3 separate regions of the Zea mays genome follow, and regions 2 and 3 are each linked to region 1. A link is a contact called in public Hi-C data. All regions are on one chromosome and are shown on one strand. Each heading gives the region's core, a stretch centred on a gene start, on an enhancer-like site or on the middle of the called end of the contact. The rest is flanking DNA. Distances are from core to core; before and after follow the strand shown. Region 1 holds the start of LOC103653921 (Putative regulator of chromosome condensation (RCC1) family protein). Region 2 holds the start of LOC103653929. Region 3 holds the start of LOC103653930.

What was found. Hi-C and Micro-C count contacts between places; a contact is called where the count stands out from the background.
Region 2: a contact with region 1 is called in a Hi-C map of leaf, with 2.7 times the contacts expected there. The contact joins the promoter of LOC103653929 here to the promoter of LOC103653921 in region 1. A contact is called at or near these places in 2 of 25 Hi-C or Micro-C datasets (leaf and tassel).
Region 3: a contact with region 1 is called in a Hi-C map of leaf, with 5 times the contacts expected there. The contact joins the promoter of LOC103653930 here to the promoter of LOC103653921 in region 1. A contact is called at or near these places in 6 of 25 Hi-C or Micro-C datasets (bundle sheath, ear, leaf and 2 more) and 1 of 3 datasets of contacts at active chromatin or transcription factors (leaf).

Annotation. Positions count from the first base shown.
Region 1 is chr4:161,825,491-161,829,688 of Zm-B73-REFERENCE-NAM-5.0, forward strand. LOC103653921 (Putative regulator of chromosome condensation (RCC1) family protein) reads left to right here and starts at 1,956. Exons shown (of 9, transcript XM_008680724.4): 1 at 1,956-2,786; 2 at 3,080-3,166; 3 at 3,776-3,865; 4 at 3,965-4,051; 5 at 4,140-4,198. The coding sequence starts at 2,724.
Region 2 is chr4:162,167,353-162,171,422 of Zm-B73-REFERENCE-NAM-5.0, forward strand. It overlaps LOC103653929, which reads left to right and starts at 1,496. Exons shown (of 2, transcript XM_008680729.3): 1 at 1,496-1,984; 2 at 2,100-2,522. The coding sequence starts at 1,713. The coding sequence ends at 2,295.
Region 3 is chr4:162,256,494-162,260,876 of Zm-B73-REFERENCE-NAM-5.0, forward strand. It overlaps LOC103653930, which reads right to left and starts at 3,024. Exons shown (of 3, transcript XM_035967366.1): 1 at 2,692-3,024; 2 at 2,006-2,247; 3 at 1,462-1,882. The coding sequence starts at 2,217. The coding sequence ends at 1,663. LOC100273215 (Metal-dependent protein hydrolase) reads left to right here. Exons shown (of 7, transcript NM_001147657.1): 5 at 22-141; 6 at 412-483; 7 at 892-1,365. The coding sequence ends at 1,116.

The sequences.
Region 1 (4,198 bases), core at 706-3,205:
GATATGCAATAAAGCAAGCATTAGTTTTTTTTTTGATACTTCCCAAACCATCGTGAAATCATCCACCTTTCTTCTTTGTTTTTGCTTTTTTTTTTCTCCCGAATCAATACTCGTCTTCGTCTTTCACTGGGGGTCTGATTGGGTAGTCGCATTAGTATAATACTTGCATTGCATTACTGTCTATGCATCATACCCTTAGCCTGAACAACCCGTCAATAGATCGACTGGGCTTGCTTTTGAGGACAGTCCTAGACTGCAAATGAGTCTGCGCAGGTAACCAATCCGTGACGTACGTAACTGCACTGCGAAAGTCTGTAGTATATGTCCTAAATGAATAACCTCAATGGCAGCAAGGAAAAAAATAGTAAGCTAAACTTGTGGCTGGTTAGTGTAACGAGCTAGCTGAACCAAAGCCAGTTTTTGTTAACGAGATACTAAGCTGTGAGGAACCGAGGTGGCCCGATCTGCAGAGGGTCGGTCGCAGCCAATACAAAGCCATGCATGGCCCATGGACAGTGACAATCCAGTATAGGCCCAAGGCCCAGCCGACCCACCTCGACACTGAGCATGGCCGTTTGTTCTGTTCTGCCATGTCCGGCACGCGACCGCCGTGCCAATCATCCATGTCTCTCCCTCCTTTAGCCTTTACCAACCTTTTTCACCGCATGTGTCCTCCCCTTGCGTGCGCGAGACACAGGGAGAGTACGTTGAAAGATTCGGTGGAGTGGAGTTCTTTTCACTTGGGGGGGGGGGGGGGGGGGGGGGGGGAGGCGGCCTTGCACTGCAGGGCACACAGCACGCTGCTCTTCACTGTGCGCAAAGCGTGGCTGCCTGCCTACAGTTTCTGAATCGGTCGTCGTCGTAGTACGTGTTCTTCTTTTGGACACCGAGTTATCACGGCCGCGTGGGTAAGGACGACGCGTGAGCTGGAAGGGGTCCTACGAACAAATAGCTGGGTAATATATATGCAGTGGTTAAAAAAGGACCACCGCGGAGAGACGGAGGAGTTTGACGGCGGCCTGGCCCCAAGCCCCCAACCAAGATCAGCCAGTGCTACTGGGGTTGGGGCTTTCGTATACAACGGAGTTCATGAGACTGAACGACGACGGCCAACGAAACGAACGAACCAACGGGAGACAAGAGCACGCATGGTTCAGACGCCTAACTCTTTCCTCTTTGGCTTTCGACTTTGGACTTTGGTGGTGGAGCAGAGCAGAGCAGGCGGCAACGAGAAGGGGAAGAGCTTTCATGTTGTCATGGTGCCCCTAAAGAGGAGGCAGCCAGGCGCGAGGAGCAGCAGCAATCGATGGCTGCCTTTTGACCCTTCTGTGCCAAACCCAAACGCATGCTCGCCTCGCACGAATTGCTGGGCTGCCTGGAGACATGCTCTGACGCTCTGTCGCTGTAGGACTGTACTGATCCTGTCAGGCTACTGAAGAATCCCATGGCGAGATCGCCAGATCTTACCAACCCTGACGTCGTATAGTACGAAGCGACTACACCAGAGCTCCGTATCTTGAGTAATCATAATCAGTAGCCACGAGGCCCACTGGTATAGCATCAACCACCGCCGTTAATTTCACCCATAATGCCAGGTCGAATCAGTGTCAGGGAAGCTAGGATGGGATTTGGGATGGTGGAATGGGTAGTACGCTTCAACTACGACCGTAGAATTTGCACAAATCAAGGTACCTTAAATTTACTCAAGCTTAAAACCTTTTTATCATTGGTGGACGATGAACGGGAAGTAAGTAATTAAATGGAGACGCCGTCAGCGAAGCAGCAAGTACCAGTGTACCACCACCACGCGTCGTACTAGTCCGGCCCAAGCAGTAGATCCATCATGGAGTAGGGTGCCCAGCTCAGGATTTTTTTTACGGAGCCCCCCCCCCCCCCCCCCCCCCCCCCCCGTCGACGTCGCCGTCCGCGTCCGTCATGGCCAGCGGCCGCACTCCACTGTCGTCCACGGCGAAACCGCATCAGGACACCACAGCCTCCTCCGTGCGAGCGAGACGGCATCGTCTGCGGGCAGCTGAGTCGTTCGTGCCGGCCGGGGCAGCGCCTGCCTGCCTGCGCTGCGCACGTGCTGCCTGCTCCTATCACCATCGGCCTCTTCCGCGCCCCGCCCTCTCCGTTTTGGTTGCACTTGCAAGGAACGAAATTTTTTCCGATTTTTCTTGGGGCTTTGTTTGCAACCGCCAACCGCGACAGATCCTGCAATACTATGCCAGGAAAAAAAAAGTTACTAAAAAAAGAGAGGGTTGGAACCACAGTTGTGCACCTGTGCTTCCGCTGCGCACGGAGATGTCCTCTGTCTGTCTGTGCTGCGTGGCATGTGAACCACTGAACCCTCTGCGTGACTGCATCTCCTCTGTTAAGCGCGCATAGCTAGAAATCGCTGCCACCGTTTCCCGTTCCTGCTCCCTTGAATCGCGCAGCTCGCCTCAGCCCAGCCCACCGTCCTCAAGCTCTCTACACTACACCCTCCTCTCTCTCTTCACCTCACCCCAACTCTCTCTTTACCTCCTGCTCGCTTCCATTCTTTCCTTGCAGTTGCAGCGCTCTTTCCGTCACACTTCACTGCCATCTTTTGCTCCATCGATCCATCCCACTGCTGATCAAAGGAGGCCTGGACTCGGACTTCGCTCAAGCCTCACGGTGATGCCGCCTTTCCGTCCGCTTGATCTTTTCTAGCTGCCTGCCTACGCCTACGCCTACCCGCAATGGCCGGGGGCTTCGAGTGGAGCAGCTCTGCAAGCACAACCAGAGGAGTCGAGCTCCAGCAGGTACGCGGCTGTTTTTTTTCTTCTTCTTGCGCATTCGTCCAGTCCAGAGAATTAGTGGCACTCCTCGAGCAGATCTACGCATAGGATATGCTCCTCCGCTGTTTTCATCCTCCTGTTGTCATCCGTCTTCTGCAGCTTCTTGAGGTTTATCGCTGCGTGGCATTCCTGTTCCTTCTTCTGCTCTTTTGTTTAATACTTTTCGTATGCACAAGAAGACAATATTAGTGCTGGGAAAGATGCATCTGAGACGAACACTGCCACTTTGTGGTTGACAGCTTGTTCCTTCCTAACAGTCCATTGTCGCTCTCAAGAAAGGCGCACATCTCCTGAAATGTGGGAAGAGAGGGAAGCCCAAATTCTGCACTGTCAGGCTGTCTTATGTGAGTGGTTCGGCTATATGTTCACACATTTTCTTCCATTTGCTTCATAGTTTTCTTTATAAACGGGACATTGTGCTACGCAACCTCGCACTCAAGAGTTCATTTTTCCACCAATGTTTTGTTGGCAAGCTAAGGATCTATAGGCTAATAGTGACACCTCCCCAGTTCTGAAGGCTGAAGGGCAACTACCTGACTGCCAAAGGAGATAGGATTGATCGCTGCAACATTGATCTTTTACAACTTTTGACACAAGGTTCTCGTTTTTTTTCCACTGAAAATCTGTATATGCGGAAACAAACAGGGCCTAGTGTGACACTGGCAACAGGACAAAACTATATTCTTATATACTCCCTCCTTTTCTTTTTATTTGTCGCTGGATAGTGTAATTTTGCACTATCCAGCGACAAATAAAAAGAAACGGAGGGAGTACATTACTATTTCTCCTTATCCCGCTCAACCACATCCGAACCAAGCTCATTTTTTGTTTTATTGGGTTTCAGAAGCTTGCTATAGATTGATGAACTCGAGTAAACTGAAACTGAACATCTTCAACTTCTATACACTCCATATTTTGGTTCTCTTACGTATTTGAGATTTTTGTATTTGCAGGATGAGAGAGCACTAATATGGTACTCCAAAGAGAGGGGAAAACGTTTGAGCTTGAATTCAGTGTCCAGTGTAGTTCTCGGACAGAAGACTGTATGCAACTTTCCCTTTCCAAACATATGCTATTGGATCTTAGTAGTAACACATTATGGTTGGAAGACACTGATTTTCTGAGAATTCAATATTCTGCAGACAAAACTTTTGCGTCTACATTGGCCAGAAAAGGAATCTCACTCCTTGTCAATTATATACAAGAACGGTGAATCCTCACTTGACTTGGTATGGAGTAGCCCAGAGCGTTTAGATTTTGTGATCTCTTTACTTATTTAACTTACATAACCTTTTATTTGGGGATCATGTTACCCAGGTCTGCAAAGATAGGGATCAAGCTGAATGCTGGTACTTAGGCCTTACAGCCGTAATATC
Region 2 (4,070 bases), core at 246-2,745, 340 kb after region 1:
CGGACGGTTCGAGGTAGAACAGGAAGAGTCGCAGGGCTCAGCCCTTATTGCGGACAGTCCGGCCCTCTCCTGGACGGTCCAACCTCTAAGGCCGGGCAGTCCCGCTGCTGCCAGAGACTGCCGCAGCATGAGTCCGGTGTCGTGGACAGTTTGGCCTCTCAGACCGAATTCTCTGTAGCCGCGTAGAGAACATCTAACTCCTATAGAGTGAGCATAATTGATGTAATTAGGGATCTCGACAAGTTAGGAGATGAACTTACATCGACCGATCCTTTTGAGGAGATTGACACTGGAGATGGTAAAACTACAAGGCCGACTTTTATAATAAGACCCTGGAAGCCGATCCTAGAGATGAAATTATCGGTTTATTAAAAAATATTTTGATTGTTTTGCTTGGAGTTACACCGAGATGTCAGGGTTAAACCGAGAGATAGTGGAGCATCGGTTGTCTATTATGTCCTGTTTTAGGGCCTTCAAGCAGAGACCAAGATCATTTCGTCCAGACTTACTCCACAGGATTAAGGACAAAATTCACCGACTCTTAGAAGGTAATTTTATTAGAACTTATAGATACACAGAGTGGGTCTCTAATATTGTGTCGATGGAGAAGGAGTCTGGTAAGCTTAGAGTGTGTATTGATTTCCACAATTTAAATAGAGCAACTCCTAAAGATGAATACCCTATGCCTATAGCTGACATGTTAATTCATAATGTATCACGAAATAGAGTTATTAGCTTTCTTGATGGTAATGCCGGATATAATCAAATATTTATGGCCGAGGAAGATGCGTCTAAAACAATCTTTATATGTTTAGACTTTATTGGTTTATTTGAGTGGGTTGTCACGACATTCGATATAAAAATGTCGGTGTAACTTATCAGAGAGCTATGAACTTGATCTTTCACGAGTTGTTGTGAAACACTATGAAAGTTTACATTGATGATATTATGGTCAAATCGACTGAATTTGGTTCTCAATTTCCGCAAAGTATTTGAAAATTAACCCGTGTAAATGTAATTTTAGAGTTTCGACTGTTAAGTTATTAGATTTCATCATTCATGAACATAATATAGAGATAGATCCCAGCCGATTTAAGTCAATTCGGAATATGGGAGTTCCAACATGTAAACTTGAGGTGCAGAATTACTCGGCAAAGTAAATTATTTATGAAAGTTTATTTCTAACTTAGTCAGGAAGATCGATGCTTTCATTTATATTCTTCGGCTTAAAAATGATGCTGGCAGAACAGCAGTAAGCATTTGATATTATTAAAACTTTTGCATAAGTTTATTTATAATTTGTGAACACAATAGCTAGCTCTTAGGGTGAAAAAACAAACAAAACCTAGCTCGTGGTACCTATCTTTGGGTGATGCAGCCAAGTCAAAACATACGACGCCATGGAAATGGAGCTGTATGCCAGAGCACAAGGCACCTCTAGGCTGGCATGCCAGATTTAACCGCATGCTTTGTCCTCGCCAGCCCTCCCTTGGCAACGAACGAAGGAAGCCAGGTACGAGTTCGTTAATGAACCGCCATACCGTTGCCTTCTCGAGTGTGGATGTGGTTTAAAACCGAGAGCCCCTCCGCCTCTCCTCTCTCCAAGCCCCAGCTGCCATCCTGCGCCTCCATTTGCGGTGTGACAGCTCCTGGACCGGCCCGCCGCGCGCGCGTGCCGTACGTTGCCAGGGACGACGCCGGCCGGCCGGCCGATGGAGTTCACGTCGTCGTCCTACTTCCACGCCTCCGGCAACCCCGACTTCGCGGCGGTGTTCTCCGACGGCGGCGGCAGCGCGCAGGCCCACCGGCCACGGCGCTCCACCGACGACGGCACGAAGGCGGAGGACGGCAGGAGCCCCACCACGGCGAGGCGGCCGCCGTCCGCGTTCTGCGTCCCCGACACGGAGGCGGAGGAGCCCAACAGCTTCCTGGACGAGTGCACCCTCTGCCGCAAGGCGCTCTGCGGCGACATCTTCATGTACAGGTCGGTTTCGGTTTGCGTGTACTGAATGATATTGCGCCGATAAAGGAGACGATTAGTATTAACGAACGCTGCGTGTGCGTGCGTATGCCGCCTCGGTCGGGTTCGGATGGAGCAGAGGGGACACGCCGTTCTGCAGCGACGACTGCAGGAGGGAGCAGATCGAGATGGACCGCATAAGGCACCGCAGGAAGAAGCAGCACGCCCTGATACAGCAGCAGCTGCAGCTGCAGCAGCAGCAGCAGGCGGCGGCCGCGGCGATGGCGCAGAAGGACCAGCGTGCCCAGCGCCGGCAGCTTCAGCCACAGCACTAGACGGAGCTCACGGAAGCTTCACACACACAAACCGGTCCCAACGTACCCAAGGATGGCGAATGAATTGTTGCACGTTCGTAGTAGAGACAAGGATTCTCCTCGTAAGGAAGGACCAAGTAGCCACCACGACCCTTGTTTGCGTCTGTATCCGACGCGAAACAACGAAGTGCGCGCGGAGGCTTTTCCGTGTCCTGCAACTATATTAGCAATCCAAGACTTGCTCGGTTTTTGTTTGGCTCCTGATTAAAAACGGAGCCCTCTTGGAGGCTTGGAGCCACTAATTGAGGTCTTTTCTCTATCAATCGAGTCCTTGCTCCTTGTACTTTTATTTAAGGTTATTTAAATGTTTGCATGCATTTTTTGTCCTCAAAAAATTGGCAAAAGATATGCGATTGCGTTACGAAGGCCACGTTTGCAACAACTTCGTTACTAGTTCATGAGTTATTTGAAGATACGTTTTTTTTTGTCAAACATGTCTTTTTAAAGAACAGCTTCACCTATAAATTAAACTAATTAAATCGTGCTCTCACATGAAAATACGGTGAGATAAAGCTAAGACTGGTTGCAACGCTTCACTCTACATCTCCCCTCCTCTAATCCTGTAGCAATTTAGGGTCACAGCAACGGTGCAGCGCCTGCCTCTACGGAGCCCCCTACCGAGGGGAGCGCTTCTCTCTCCCTCCACTTCTGGCGGTTCACTGTTCATGCGCCCTTGCACTGTTTGGCACTGTGTTGTGGGTCCGTGATGAATTATTAGTGAATGAAAAATTGATAGTGGATAAAAAGTAGGTATAGAAAATGATATTTTATGGTTGTAGTGGGGTATAGGGAGAGTATTTAGGGGGAACCGCTGCGGAAGATGAAAAAATAGGAGGAAAAAGTGATATAGGGGAAAAAATTTAGAGTTAACGGTTGCGGATAGCCTAAGCATACTAGCCTTTTACAGCTTCATCTTCTACCGGTAGACCCATTACGGCAACGTATGGGGCCGGCCATGGTCTGGCGGTCTGGCCTCAGCTGGCAACGACCGGACGGGCAGAGGAACCGCTCTCGGATGCGGCCCACGCGTGAATTCGGCTGGTGGGGCACGGGCGCCACCGGTAGCGGTAGTGCATGTGCATCCTCGACCGCATGTGTGGGCACCATTGCTGCCAACCAGAGTGCGGCAGCTCGAGCTCACAGACTAATACAGCCTGATTGGTTGCTGTGACCCACGCGCCCAGGCTCCCGCCATGCATTGACCGCGCGCAAGCCCATGTTCGGTTGCAAATGCCTTGGTCCAGCGCTCTGCATGCGCGCGTGCAGTTTAGCTTATTTTTTAATGTCTGGCCTGGACGTGTGGAGATGTGGAGAATGGGCATCACTGGCGGTTTAGGCCGGCTTGAAGCAGGCGCGCTACGGCCGGGGAACCAATCGGCCGGATATTGATTAAACTCATTTGATTATATCTGTTTATGGCGCATCAAATTACTGTAACACCTTGCAAGCTCGGCTATTTTTTTCTGAACGATAATAATCGTATTTTCATTAATGATATTGACAGCCCTTAGCAAACGGAAACAATCTGCAGAATGTAACACAACCAACTCAGCTTCTCAACAAGTACTGCTCAACAAAATATGGCCTAAGAGCATCCGCACTAGTTACCTAAAATCCATCCTATGTTTTTGTTTAGGGAAATATTTTCAAAAAACCTGTCCCAATAGTTCCTTATATCATGTTACTATATTTATCAGGTTCCTATCTAAACCTATTTACTTCCCACATGTAGGAAC
Region 3 (4,383 bases), core at 1,774-4,273, 430 kb after region 1:
ATTGTCCATCTTCATTGCCAGAGCGTTCGCTTCCATGTTAAATCATGGTTACCGGCAAGGTCTATTGTCCTGGAGTGTTTGTTATCAAAAGGAAACATTGATCCAAGTGGAGAAATCATGGTTTTGGATAGATTCTGCCCGGTAAAGTCTTGACCTTTTTTGTGTTATATCAAACTGAAACTCACCAATATGCACAACTGAATTTTTCGGCTCGGTTTCTAAATTTAAAGGAAGCCATAAATGTTATGCTTGTCTGGTTTTTTTACCATCTTTCAATGGCGTAATATTTTGTGATATCTACCTGAGATCATGTGGTCCTGCTCTTGTTGTAAATTTGAACTTGCTTATCAAAGTGCTTTGATCGACTGCCATACTGAACATGTAAATTGACCATTTATCGTACAACAACAGTGGAAACTTCATTTATTTGAGCTTGAAGAGGAGCTGAAGACTGATCCTCTGACCAAGTATGTGCTGTATCAGGTAAGTGCCTTCCCTTCTCAGACTACAGTTCAGCATGAATTTCATGACGCTTCTTAGTTCACTTGCTGTTGAAAGACAAACATGATGCAATTTGTAGCAGTCTACACTGTAACCCTGAAATGATTGTTTCTCGGCCACTAAAGGAAAGAAGAATTTTGTGTATTTTTTTCTGGTTGCTGACCGTTCATGTACACTCTTTTTAAGTGCACACTTTTTTTACTTGTTACTGAGTTCCCCAGCATTTTGTATTTTCTGATCTCGTAAGCTTCATATTCAAGCAAGGTAACACCTCCTTTGTTATTTCAGAACCGATAGAATTTTAAATTGCTTCCGTAGCCTTATTTACTTTTGCTTCTCAAAACCCAATATCATTGCTACATGCATTTGATTTTCAGTGCTTAATTGCAGGATGAGAGGAGCAAGAGTTGGCGAGTCCAAGCAGTCGCAGTTGCTCCTGACAGGTTCGAGAGCCGAAAGGCTCTGCCAGAGAAGTGGAGGGGCATGAGAGACGACGAACTTTCAGCAGAAACCGGCATCCCTGGCTGTGTGTTTGTCCACATGAGTGGCTTCATTGGGGGCAACAAGACCTACGAGGGAGCATTGGAAATGGCGAGAGCTGCTCTGAAATTCTGATTCAACCAAAGCATATTACCCGTGTTACCATTATATCAGTAAACACATCAGTAACACATGATGCAGTTGCGCTTTCTCCAATGTTATCGTTGACTCGAGCCGTGGTTAACTGCGACTGATTCTTGCACTGATCTTCTGTTATCCTCGTCTTACAGAAGAGGTCGATTGACCCTTTTCATTCTTTCGTGGGATCTGGTATTGTTTAGAATGTGACGGTTTATCTGAAAAAAAATGATGGAACTTTTTGTCCTCAAGCATGTTCTCCGTTTTGGAGTATTCATCTGTGGCCCGGCACAGCCACGGTGGTTTTGTGTGTGCATGGAGAGACAGGCAGACGAAAACGAATGCAAAGAAAGCTTGTGGGGATCAGGTAGTTTTACCCTCTAAACGACTGTACTTGAATTATAATTTCAGTGTCGATGTGAGCATGATTTCCAACTACATGAATTGATGGTGAGAAACTATGCACGAGACATGCACAAATTAACAAGACTCAGCGTGGAATATTGTGCTGATGATGATCAGGGGCACAAGGGTAGCGCGTGTTCAGGCCTTAACACGTTTGGCGTCGGCGCAGGCTTTCTCCAGATCCCCGAGGAAGAACAGGATCCGGTCGGATATCTGCCGATGCTCGTCTCCAGCGTCCCGCCGTGGCGCGTCCTCGCCGCAGTCGCCATCCGTGTCCTGGCGGGAGCCCAAGTACCTCTGGATCTCGCCCTGGTAGATCAGGTAGTAGTCCTTCCCTTCCCTGATGATCCTGACACCCCTGGAAAGGACGCGGCGCGGTCACACACACACACTCACAGGCCAAACAAAAACAAAGGGAAAGGAGGTCACACACACACACTCACAGGCCAAACAAAAACAAAGGGAAAGGAGGCGGCTGAACTGTTGGTCGACAGCAGTAACACCAGCTGCTGATGGCAATCGGAAGCAGTGGAGCTGGAGCAGATGGGCGAGTGGCGGCTTACAGTCCGTATCGGTCGCACCGGTCCTGCACGGCGAAGACGTCCTTCCAAGACTTGGAGCCCTCCGGCGCGTAGAACGCTGCAGCGTCCGCTCCCCACCTGTCGTTGAACAGCTTGCGCCACAGTTCATCATCCGAGGTCAACGCCCTCCATTTCCTGCAAACTGAAAAGCCAGGACCAGCACCGTCGCAGTTAATTGGTATGCGTAACTGCCCAAAACGAGAGATCGCTACGCACGCTATCTGCGTGTCGTACCAACTACTCCTATGTATCAAGCTCTCTGGTCTGGAACGTTTTCAGGCTCCAGCATGTACACAGACTACAGAAACACAGGGTATACAGCCGATCCGATTTGGCAATCTGGGACTTGGAAGAAGTCTACAGTGATACACAACCAAAACCTGAACTGCCAACGGAAACCAAACCCTAGGATCTGTTTTCGGGGTCGCTTTAAATTGGACAGTAAGGATTCTGACCACAGGAAATTCATAATTTTAGAGGAAACTGAAATTCCGTTCTTGAAAAGGGAAAAAAAGGCAGAGCGACTGCAATCACCGGCGCTTTCAATTCCGTATTGGGATGCCACAATTTTAGGGAGGCGTCAGACCTTGGGGAGAAGAGGCGAGGGACTGGTGATCCAGGAGGTGGAAGATCTTGAGGCACAGCTCTCTGGGCAACCCATCCATGTCTCCTCGAGGCTTTCCCAGTTCTCCGGCCCAATTGTCGCACTCACCGAGAAGCTCTGGATGAGACTCGAAACGACGAAAGATTGCTCGGCGTTTCAGATCCGGAGCTGGAGGTGAAGAGTGAGACGAGCACGAGGGGTGGGTGGACGACGAGCGGAGAGGAGAGGAGAGGACGAGAACATGCGGGAAGGAGAAGCTAAGGTCGTTGGCCCCGCCGGTAGTTAGATGCAGCCAACGGCTCGCCGCTTGCGGTCCCCTTTGGCTTTTGCGGCTTTGTCTCTGACTCTTTGTACACCGGCGTGGCGTGGCGTGCCGTGCCGTGCCTGAGAGTGACGTGGAGAACGTTCGCTGCTGACACGTCGGTCCCGAAGGCAGTCAAGCGGTGCATGGCCCGGACGGTCAGAGATGGGGTTGCGTCGCGGCGTTGGATTGACCTGGCACCTCGCACGCGGCGGCACGCGGCACGCCGCTCACCTGGCAGTGCCCCGTCTCACGTGCGTCTCGGGCATTATCCATGGCTCCAAAGCCCGAAGGAGGAAGGAGGCTGGGCTTCCGCCTTCTAGTTGTAGTCTACGCCTTCCTGCTTCCTGGTTAGCTTAGCCATCGTTCCCGCTGTTGTAAAGAAACATCTTGAGTGCATGTTTGTTTTAATCTAAATCTACGTGGATTGGACACGATTGAGTGAATTTAAATCTATAATGAGTTAAAGTTTCTCCTAATCACTTCTAATCTTATTTAATTCACATGGAAAGGAAATAACCCAACAATACCTTATAGATTAATATGTAAGGCTACTCTACTAGTATAAATAGAAAAAATAGAGATAAATCTGGTATAATAATTATGATATAGATTTGTATTACGATCCTCTAATATAAATATAAGCCATAATCTTATGATAGAGGCAACATGTTAACATATTCTTATATGGCAATAAGGGTCACATCTTCCAAGCACATCTATCTCTTAAAAACTCGTCGATATATCAGTAAGTTCTTTTATCTTCATTGACAACCATGCTAGTACTTAGTGTGGCAATAACAGAGAAGCCCACAAGGGGCAACATATTATTATGGAAGCCTAATTCCTTCTCGTGCAGCGAGATGCATAACTATAAGATCAAACACTTCTCGTGTACTTATACTTGGGGTACTCTAAGATAGCATAAAATCCACTTTGAAATACAAAATCTTAGCATAGCCTAGGATGGTCCTCGAACAAGTAGCTTTGACCTAGCAACTCTGACCATGACTTGGAATACACCCGTAATAAGACCCCATGACTCGGAGATAGCACAAATCTCTGGGAAAGAACAACCCATTTATGATCCTGTAACCATTCGGTGCATGCTCTTGACTAAGGCATGGAATAGGAGAAGACAGGTACGAGACTTCTGGAAGCGTACTTAATGGCAAGGCTTTGAACACCTGCAGGACTCAACCACCCCATGGCCTAGTCAGCTAAACGATAACAAGGCAAAAGCATTTGCCATGAAGTACGTGAGGGATTTGAAAGCACCCAAAGGGGGTGAATAGATGATCCAGCAAAACTTGTTCAAAACAACACAAACTTGGTCTATAATATGAGTTAGAGTAGATAAAACCAAGTTTGAG